Regions from separate parts of the Bos taurus genome. Here region 2 is linked to region 1. Evidence: chromatin contacts called from public Hi-C data. All regions are on one chromosome and are shown on one strand. Each heading gives the region's core, a stretch centred on a gene start, on an enhancer-like site or on the middle of the called end of the contact. The rest is flanking DNA. Distances are from core to core; before and after follow the strand shown.

Region 1 (5,173 bases), core at 722-3,221:
CATTCCCTGTGTAAATAGCACTTCTCAGAACCCTTCTATGAAGGTGAGGCTAAAATATCAGAGGCTCTGAGCTGAAACGCATGGGCTGTGGTGCTGCCCATTCCTGGGATCAATAACAAACATGGACATGAAGGGGACCTTAGTGTCCTTTTGATAAAGATCCAGGTCTTTTGGGCTCATGTGACTTCCCTCTTCCATCTGTTGCTCTTTTTATTCTGTTGCTGTAATTTTCTTTTTTTCACTTTTTGGCCATGCCTCTCAGCATGTGGGATCTTAGTTCCCCGACTAGGGATCAAACCTGTGCCCCTCTGCACTGGAAGCATGGAGTCTTAACCACTGGACCACCAGGGAAGTCCCTGTTGCTGTTATTTGAAATAAGAGAATGAGAATCTAAGATTCCTGTTCCCCCCCCCCCCCCCCCCACAGATTCTTTAATTAGATTTTGTGCCCTCCTACTTGCTCAGGTGTGGCAGTTCTAAACTTTTGTGTTTAGCCTGAATTATCAGTAGTACTTGTTGTTGCTTTGCTGTGACAATTGGGAATTTTTTTGTATAAATCACCAGTGACCCTGAGATTATGGCTCTGTACTAGATAATAGTATCCTTATGTTTCAAATGAGAAAACTTGACATTTTATATAGATTAAATGTCTTGCCCAAGGATACATGGCTAGAAAGTGATAGAAACACAACTCGAGGAGCTCCCCTGGTGGTCTAGTGGTTTAAGAAGCTGCCTGCCCATGCATAAGACATGGGTTTGATCCCTGGTCCAGGAAGATCCCACAAGCCATGGCACAATGAGGCCCATGTGCCACAACTACTGAGCCTGTGCTCCGCAACAGGGGAAGTCAGCGCAGCAATAAATAAATAATAATAATTTAAAAACAAAAGGAACTTGAACTCGGGTTGTCTTCTCATATGCATTTCTCTTCTGATGGAGTCATTTTCTTCCTTTTCAAGTTTTCCTTTGTCTAAATTAAGGGGTTTTAGCATCACAATTCTAATTAAGAAAAAACAAGTTTAAAAATTTCCTGTAGCTCATTTTGGCCCAAATGAGATTCCCCTAAAGTGTCATTTCAAAAAACCCAATGGGGGAGATTGGGGAGATTGAGGTGCTCTCTGACAGACTTATTTTCTGTGTTCTCATACTGGGGCCCACGTGGATTCCTTTATTTATTTTTTTACTGTGGTAGAAGTCATATAATATAAAAAAATACCATTTAACTATATTCACTCATGCAATCCAGGGGCACTGTTCAGTGTGAATGTGTAAGTACATTCACTTTGCTGTGAAGCTCTCACCATGATCCATCTCCTGAATTTTTCACTTTGCTAGACTGAATCTCTGTCCCCATTAAACACTAACTGCCCATCCTTTGTCCCCTCCCCACCCCACCCCCAACCCCTGGCCTCTACTAATGTACTTTCTGACTCTATGAATTTGACTATTCTAGATATCTCGTATAAAATGGAATTAAACAGTACTTGTCTGCACCTAATGTACATTGGAATGCCTTTTTAAGTTTCATATGTGACAGATTCTTTATCCCGCCCCTCGTTTATTCATTCACTCCTTCCTTTCTCCAGTAAGCTTTTTTGAGTTCCTGCTTTGTACTTGGCACTGGCCTAAGCACTGGGGAGTCAGAGATGAATAACACAGTGTGGGTCTAGCTAGGGAAAAACATGCTACTTTGTTCTATAATTCCTCCCTGTGCAGAGCTGAGTCAGGGAATGGGGAGCCGGAGGTGGGGCTCAGACCTCCTGCAGGAGACTGCAGGGGTGAACCCACCCTGGGAGAATGGCTACACTGCAGATGGAAAGATTCCTGTTCATAATCCCTTCTGAAGCACTGCTCATAATCCCTTCTGAAACGCGGAAGGGTTGTTTAGCGAAAAGAAGCTGTTCCAGGTTGCCTTGGGTCCTGGTGATCAGGACAACTGAAATTCAGTAGGTGAAATGCTGCCCCCTGCTGGAGAGTCATAGAAATGCAGAAGAGTTCAACACAGGTTAAGCTCTTGGGCCAGTCAGTTAAGGAACCTCTGAGCCTATAGGCTAAGCAATAGGTTATCATGTCCAGTAAGAGGAGTGGAATAGTTGGAAACAAACACAGGATTTGGGGTCCATATTTGTTATCCAAGCTTCATCTCTGCCACCTCCTAGCTTGTGACCTAAGGAAGCCCATGTAACTTCTTTGTGCTGCTTTTCCTTGTCAGCAACGTGGGCTAACGGTACAAATGAATTAGTGCATATAAGGGATTTACTGCAGTGCTTGATGGTGAGTACTTAGTAAATTACTCCTATTGAAGCATCTCTTCACTGAAGACTGGAAACCAGATCCCAGGCTCTTGCATAACCCTGGTAGCCCACTGAGAAGTTGGCTTCCCAGTGAGAACTCACCGTGGCTTTGACCTTTCCCATTGAAGTCATGGGGACCTTGCTTTCTCTACTCAGTGTCCCTCGAGAATGTTTTACTGGACGTCAAGGAGCTGCAGAGGGGCATGGACTTGACCAAGAGGGAGTACACCATGCATGACCACAACACGCTGTTGAAGGAGTTCATCTTCAACAACGAGGGGAAGCTGAAGAAGCTGCAGGACGATGCCAAGATTGCCCAGGTCAGTGCCGGTGTCCCTGACCTCCATGAAGAAGGAGGAATCGGATTCCGTAAAGCCACCTGGGGTCCTGTCCTGACTAGGGGGGCTAAATTCCCCTCTGCTGAGGATAGATACCCTATGTAACTATGCTAAGCAGGGATAGGGTCTTTCTGCATTTGTACCTGGAGATGTCCCTGTCCTGCTCATTGTCCTCTTCTAATTTGAGGTCTTCACCCTTTTTTCTTGAGGCCCACCCCCGCTTCCCTTCCATTCCTAGGCTCCCTTTACCATGAGTCCTGTATTCAGTTCACCTCAACCAACACACGTCTGGCCTGTGCTCGGCAGAGCAGTGTTCGCAGCGTGTTGGGTTTCTGTGGGACTTGACCTTGAAATCTTTCGCCACACTGGGGGTCAAGTTACGTACTTGAGAAGCAGCCAGAATGGACTGTACACCATCACAGAAAGGGAAGGCTGTGTCAAGGGAACACAGGAAGCAGACGTATTGGGCTGCTCCCGTGTGAGTCTGGCTGCCTTGTGTCCCAGGAGGATTCGGGCAAAGACGAGTGTCCTGGCTGTGGAAGCAGTGAGCTGGAGTCTGACCAATTTCTAAGGTCCTTTCTGACTTGGTCGACTTGTAGGAGTCCTCCCATGGCCTGAGGACACTCTTGTAAGGAGAAGCTCCTCATTTGCGTGTGCGTGTGCGTGTGTGTGTGTGTGTGTGTGTAGAAGTGGCAGGAGGTCCCAGGGACAGGTTGCTGTACAGCACTCTTGCCTCACTCTTGCCTCTTTGGGTTGCCTTTGACCAGGTGTTGGGAGGAAACACAGGCTGTGGAGAATCGTGGGAGGTGAGGGAGAGCAGAGGGCAGAGAGTTGCAGGGGCCCCTGCAGCTCTTTCCCAAGTTCACATGCTGGAAAAAATGACATTTAAGAGAAATTCACTTTTTCACAGGATGCCTTTGATGATGTGGTGAAGTATTTTGGAGAAAACCCCAAGACAACACCCCCATCGGTCTTCTTCCCCGTCTTTGTCCGGTTTGTGAAAGCCTATAAGGTAAACAAGTGTCTGTCAAGCCTCCCCTGGTGTTATTTCTTGAGCGGGTGCCTTCCTGGAGTTGCACTGCAGTCTCGAGAGCTCTGCAGGGGCCTCCCCTAGGCCTTCAGGCGGCAGATCTGGGTCGGGAGGACGAGACGCGGTTTCTGGCCCTGCTGCTTAGGCCCTCAGACTGTCATGCTCTCTGTTTCTACCTCCCCAGCCAGGGGCTCAGCCCCCAGACAAAAGCCTTTGGCTATCCCATGGGGCGAGGGAGACCCAGGACCATCCAAAGCCATCTTTGGAAGCTGCCGCGTCAGCTGTCACCCGTGCAGGCAGGTCAAAGGACTGAGAAACCCAGGCCTGCTGTGGAGTTGTGGAGCAAGTCGGGAGTGAGCCTCGGCATCATAGCCGAGGTCAGGGACAGCATGTTCATGCTGGGCCCGCCCACAACCACGGGCCTCTGGACCAGCACTTCCCTAAGTGTGGGCTGAAAGTGGCTCTTGGAAGAATAGTCGCTCCCTGTTTCCTTATCTGGACCCATAATGGCCCTTCCTTTAAATGGGAGGCCCTCTGTGACATACCCTGGGACCCATATACCCTGAGACCATGGTTTTGAAAAAGTGCATGATTCAGATCTGTGTCAGAAAAATGTGTCCAATGAGAAAGGAAGCCAAGGAGAGCATTATGAGATTTCAGTGCTCAGCTTTCCAGATGGAGCAATGGTAAAGAAGCGACCTGCCAATGCAGGAGGTACAGGAGACGCAGGTTAGATCCCTGGGCAGAGAAGATCCCCTGGAGCAGAAAATGGCAACCCACTCCAGTATTCTTGCCTGGAGAATCTCATGGACAGAGGAACCTAGTGGGCTACAGCCCATGGAGTCGCAAAGGGTCAGACATGACTGAGCACTCACGTGAGTGCTCAAGAAGGCAGTGCAGTCTCTACTCTCCAGGCTCGCCTCATGTTCACCTGGGAGATGTTGGTGGAGGAAGGAGGAGCGTGACAGTGGAGTGGGGAGGGATGCAACAGAGGTGTGGACATTTCCAGAAAATGTGATTGGAAACAGTGAGTCACTTCACCGTCCTGATGGCTTTGGAGAACCATCCCTGGGCCTTTTCACTGGAACCCACGAGGTTCCCACTATTCAGCCCTCTTCTCTCAGCATGGCTCAGTGTAGTGGTGATACGACCAGCAGAAGGAAGGCACCCCCTTGCATATGTGAGGGTGAGCACAGGCACAGCACCAGGTCCATGTGCGTGATCCCAGGGGCTGTGGGCAGTGAGAAGTGCTGGGCACTGGGCCTGCTGACCGAGGTGCTCTGCAGCTCCCTGGCTCAGGTGCAGAGATGGCTTGAGCCAGCTCTGGTTATGAGCTGGGACCATGTTTCTTCACATGAAAAATTGTAAGTCTAAGGTCTAAAGAGAAACTATATGCTGTTTACAAATGTATAATACAAGCTGGGAAGAGGCCCTGGTTGGTCTCCAAGTCTGGAGGAAAAGAAGAGGTGCCACTCTTGGTGGTCTGTGGGGTGTCACAGGTCAGAGCTTCTT
Region 2 (5,326 bases), core at 2,433-4,932, 320 kb before region 1:
TCATTTCTGTACCAAATTGCCATTGTACTTTAGTCAAAAATCTGTTGTCAATGTATGTTTGGGCCTGTTTCTGGATTTTCCATTCTATTCCATTGATCTATCTGCTTATCTTGATACCAGTATCATACTCTCTTGATTACTGTAGCTTTATAATCAGTCTTGAAATCAGATAGAGTTAGTCCTCCCATCTTTTTTTGTTTGTTTGTTTTTCAAAGTTGTCTCGGCTATCCTGCATTCATGCTAAGTCGCTTCAGTAGTGTCCAACACTTTATGATCCTATGGACTATAGCATGCCAGGGTCCTCTGTCCATGGGATTCTCCAGGCAAGAATACTGGAGTGAGTTTCCATGCTCTCCTCAGGGCGTCTTCCAGACCCAGGAATCGAACTGCGTCTCCTGCATTGGCAGGAGAGTTCTTTACTACTAGTGCCATCTGGGAAACAACCCTGGTTATCTTAAGTCCTTTATGCGTGTGTGCTAAGTCGCTTCAGTCGTGTCTGACTCTTTGCTATCCTATAAATTCTAGCCCACTAAGCTCTTCTGTCCATGGGGACAGAAGAGCTCCAGGCGATTCTCCAGGAGAGAATACTGAAGTGGGTTGCCATGCCCTCCTCCAGGGGATCTTCCCAACCTAGGAATTAAACCGCATCTCTTAGGTCTCCTGCATTGGCAGTCAGGTTCTTTACCACTAGAGCCACCTGGGAAGCCCCAGGTCCTTTATATTCCCACATAAATCTTAGAAGTGGCTTGTCAATGTCTACAAAAGTATCTGCTAGGATTTTACTTTTGAATACATTAAATTTATAGATCCATTTGGGGAGAATTGCATCTTAAAATATTTTTAGTGTACAAGCCTTATACATCTTTTGGCACATTTATCCCAGGATATACATAATTGTATTACTTTGTAGTAGAAATAAACTTTCAAAAACTGTATTTTAAATTTAAGTTTTTGAAATTTAAAATACCATTTTAAATAACATAAACGGTACACACGAAGGGAATTTTATTAGGATAACACCAGTGCCTTTAAAGAAGCTAAGTGAACTTTGCTACAGGGCACTTCCTTAAGTTAAAAACCTGAGGAGATACCAATGAAACTCAGCCAGTCTTGTAAGGAGTATTTGCTGTGAATGATGGAAAAGCTTCTTTGAAAGCAGTGACTCTGTTATATGGGAATTCCTGATCAAGCCATGCCTGGTATCGTTTGCAAATTCCTGGCAGAGAGCAGATAAAGTTTTAATATTTCATTTTCCATGGAAGCTGAATGGATAGTCTTAACAGACTAAATGACAACTGACAAAATGCCAATAGTTTACAACTTTGCAAAATTGTAAATCATAGGTATTAGTGATCAGAAAACGAAATACATATTTTAAAATGACCACTTGGTTTTAATTTTGTGGGGAGGGAGGAAGAGGACGTCAATTAAAGGAATAAAAATGTCTTCTTCCTCTCTGTCCACACTGTCCCCTAAACAAACATTTTTCTGAGATTTTGGTAGAAATTCCTACAGAAATTATATAATGAAATGAGTGTTTTATTTATTTTTGCACTTAACAACAGTCATAAATAATAACCAAGTAGTAGAGACTGCAGAACTTGAAATGGCAGAGAGGTTCTTTTGGTTCCTGGATTTGCGTACTTTATCCCTGGCTCCTCTCAAAGTGTGAGATTATGAGAGATTAGATGTGATAAGACTTAGGGGGAAAAAAGGTCCTGGTTACTGGCAGAAATATGGCCAGAGGGAGCCATAAATGTAATAAAAAGAGATTTCTCAATCGCAGAAAAGAATCTTAGATTTTCCATCCAGATGGGCAACCCCGTAGGTGGGCTAATTTTGTGAGTCAATCAGACCCAAAGTGTATGTCTAGAGATTACAGAGAAAATAAATAGATCTGTGGGTCAGAAATGTCTCACTTGGTCTGAATTCACTGTTTTTCTTTCTCACTCATTTTCACTAGTTGGTGTGTGTGTGTCCCTGTTTTTCTTCCTTTGGTAACACATTTACTGTTAACTTTGATATAGTATAATTTTAGAAATACAGATTGCATTTATTCAGATTTTAAGTTGAATTTATTTATACTTGCTTCCTTCTTAAAAAAAAAAAAAATCAAACTATAAGTGATTTACTGAAGAGACCATACACACACATGATGTATTTGTGTATATCTGCTCCATAGGCTTTTGGTAAAAGTTCAATAGTTATTGAACATCCACTGTGTTCAAGTCATCTTGAAGTTTATAAACCTGAATGAAACATGATTCTTGATGCCTGAATTTTGGTGTGTTACCTCATCTAGAAGCAGATGATTTTTAACAAGAGGGTAACAACTCCAGTTTTATATCAGAAGCACCTGGAAGGCTTGTTAAAAAATATACCTGTCCAGGCCCTAGCTCTTAGCTTAGGGAAATTCTGATAATAGTCAGGGCCCATCCTGCAGTGCAGTTTTAACAACCTCCCCATGTGAATCTGATACAGGAACCAGGATTAAGAAGCACTACTTCAAGCTAAGAAAGGACTAATCGCAGGACTGCAGCCACAAGTCAACCAGGTGGGTACCCTTGAAATCTACAAAGGGAGAAGTGGCTAAACACTTTTCTAAGGCTGTCTCTAATTCCACTGTCTCAGGAAGGGCAGGGTTGGGCCCAATCTTCTCAAGAGTACTATAGAGGAATAAAACAGCTACAGCCAAAGACCATCTCCAGAGCCTTTTCAAATACTCTGTTCTTATTTCTCATGCAAAGCATAGTTGTGTAAATTTTCTCCTTCATTCGACTGGAAAGTCTTTCTCTAGCCAGGGAACACAGTAACCCATTCGTAATAGCTATTTGACAGATATTTGTTTTGAATCCTCCTCATCCAAATCCTGGGGTCCGACCAGGATGTATAAATGTATATATCCATCTGAAAGTTTGTAAATATCCATAAAAGTACATTTGTTTATAAAACATTTCAACTGCACAAAAGAATATGGGAATGTGTAACATACAGAGGGAAGAAAGAACAATAAAACAAACACCCATGGACCCACATCCCAGTTTATGACGTAGGAAGTTGCCAAATACCCATGAGGTCTCCTGTTGAACAGCTCCTGAAATTTAAATCAGAAATGCGTGCATTCAATCATTGACTGATTGGTTAATTCATTCACTTGCCAAATGTGCCTGAATGCCTACTAATCGATGTAGACGATTAGTATCTCTTCCGTTGGAGTGGCGTGGGGGTGGGGGTCAAAAGTGATGCTTGGCCGAAGGTTCTCAGATTGCCTTTCCTGCAAGCGGCCCTAACCCAGCCGGGCCCTCCGGAGCGGGCGTGGTTTCTGCGTGCAGACACTTTGGGCAGAAACTACTGGTCCCGGCAGTCCGCGGGGCGAGTGGGCGGAGCCGGGCCGGGGGCGGGGGCCGGGGGCCGGGCAAGAGGGGGCATTGTGTCGGGAGCGCGGAGCTGCATTTGTCTGCTCTAGGTGCTGGTCGAGCTAGCGTCGTGATCGCCGGCGTAGAGCTGGAAGTGTCAGTGGCAATCACTGTCCCGGCGGGAGACCAAGTCCGAGCAACCACGCGCCCGCTGGCCGCTATCGCTGGCAGGGGGCGGCGTGCCAGCGGAGCAACATGCAGATAGGCGCCCAGCGCCCTGACGACCCCTCCCGAGGAAAGGAGGCCGGGGCGGCGCTGGGGCGGCGGGGAGCATGAGGCAGGCCGGGGGGCGGCTCGGCTCGGAGCGCTGCTAGGGAGCGGCGCGCGCTGCACACTCGCCGGGGCGCAGCGGAGGGCGGGGAGCCGGGCTGGTTGCGCCAGCGGGCGGGAGCCGGCCGCCGGGAGCTGTTCTGATTTCCGACGCGGACGCAGGGGGCCCGGAGTAGCCCCCTGCCCCGGCGTGCAGCCAACATGGGCAACGCCGGGAGCATGGATTCACAGCAGACCGATTTCAGGGCGCACAACGTGCCTTTGAAGCTGCCGATGCCCGAGCCAGGTGAACTGGAGGAGCGATTTGCCATCGTGCTGGTGAGTGCGCGGCGGCGGCGGCGGGAGCCGGGCCCCGGGGCCCAAGACCAGGCGGTGCAGCTGACCCCCGCTCTCTCCCCTTCTCCCCGCGCCGGGAGCGAATCCCCGGTCCCAAGGGGGAGGCTCCCGCTTCGCTTATTGTGGCCTCCTCTCCGTCCTCCTCCGATCTCTCCGCTCCAAGCCTTCTTGGGGTCCCGGGATGGGGCACGGGGATGGGGGTTGGCTGACTGGCCGGCCCCGAACCCATTGTCTGGCGGGAGAGGCACCTCGCAGCGCGTGTGTCGGGGAGGTGCGGCGTGGGCGTGAAGGGAAGGTGGCGCGGGCTTGGAGGAGGGGGCGGCTGGCCGCTAAGGCTTTTTGTTTAAGAAAAAAACTCCCCGCAAAGCCCGAGTCCTTGAGAACCATCCAGCGGGCGCCCAGCCGGGGCCCTGCGGGGTTCGGGGCTGATGGGCGCATGTGGCGGGTTGAGGGCGGCGCGGTGTGCGAAGGCGAACTTGGAGGCGGACGTCTGGCTTGGCAGAGGGGAGCTCCCCCAAAAGGGAAAGAGAAGGAAACCCGCGGCAGTGCGGCGTCCCCGTCCCTAAGCGAGGAGGGGGACATCTGAAACCGGCGCGAGAGAAGCTTCGCCTCGGCGCGTTCGTTTTCGTCTTAAATGTTAAAACAAACCACAAAACTGTGCAGTTTTGCGGGGACGTGTTGCAAGCTGTCCTGACTCTAGGGATCCCTCCCCTCCCCTCGCTAAATCTGACTCCCTCCCGGAATCCGCTTCTCCTAGCTTTCCAGCTTTGTAAATCTGAGACACTTGAAGACTTCTTTCTGCCTTTCCTTGCTGGGTGTAAATTTCTGGGCCCCTCCCAGCCTGAGCCTGTCAGTGCTGTGAGCTCAGGAGGGTGTGGCGGTCTCCCCCTCGCCCCAGCCGGCGTCTGGACCGCGGTTAGTCCCCAGACTTCGACTTTTAGTGTCTCAGCCTCTCTTAAGGGGTGTTGGGAGGGAAACATAGATTCGACGCGTTCCTAATACTTGGATTCGTACAGTTGCCTTTTCCTAGCTAGTTACCTGTACATCCTACAATAGTAGGCAGCAAGAGAAACTTGTGCTTAAGGCAGTCGAATTTCGCGTCTGCATACGGGGTTTGGGCATGTAACCTCCCAACTTTGGGGATTGACCAGAGTCTGAAGAACACTGGGACGTTTAAAAACCCTTTCTTCAGGCCCTTGAAAAGGACTGGTTTAATATGGGGACTGTTCTGGATGGCAGATTAGCTTTGTGCTCTTTGGAAGAAGAGCCCACGAGCTTTTTCACACCACCTGGAAACTCCGGCG

What was found. A called contact is a pair of places that touch in the nucleus more often than the background predicts.
Region 2: a Hi-C map of skeletal muscle shows a contact between it and region 1, with 4 times the contacts expected there. The contact joins the promoter of FMNL2 here to the enhancer-like site in region 1. A contact is called at or near these places in 2 of 11 Hi-C or Micro-C datasets (liver and skeletal muscle).

Annotation. Positions count from the first base shown.
Region 1 is chr2:43,543,434-43,548,606 of ARS-UCD2.0, reverse strand. It overlaps FMNL2 (formin like 2), which reads left to right. Exons shown (of 26, transcript NM_001206821.1): 22 at 2,450-2,613; 23 at 3,542-3,643. Among named protein-coding and RNA genes, the nearest start is that of PRPF40A, 76 kb to the right of the region's middle. Within about 2 kb of position 1,971, at least 17 of the 102 cell types and tissues checked have an H3K27ac peak or open chromatin away from gene starts, as enhancers often do. A contact at or near this core is called in skeletal muscle, where this site is marked.
Region 2 is chr2:43,864,787-43,870,112 of ARS-UCD2.0, reverse strand. It overlaps FMNL2 (formin like 2), which reads left to right and starts at 3,682. Exons shown (of 26, transcript NM_001206821.1): 1 at 3,682-4,004. The coding sequence starts at 3,888.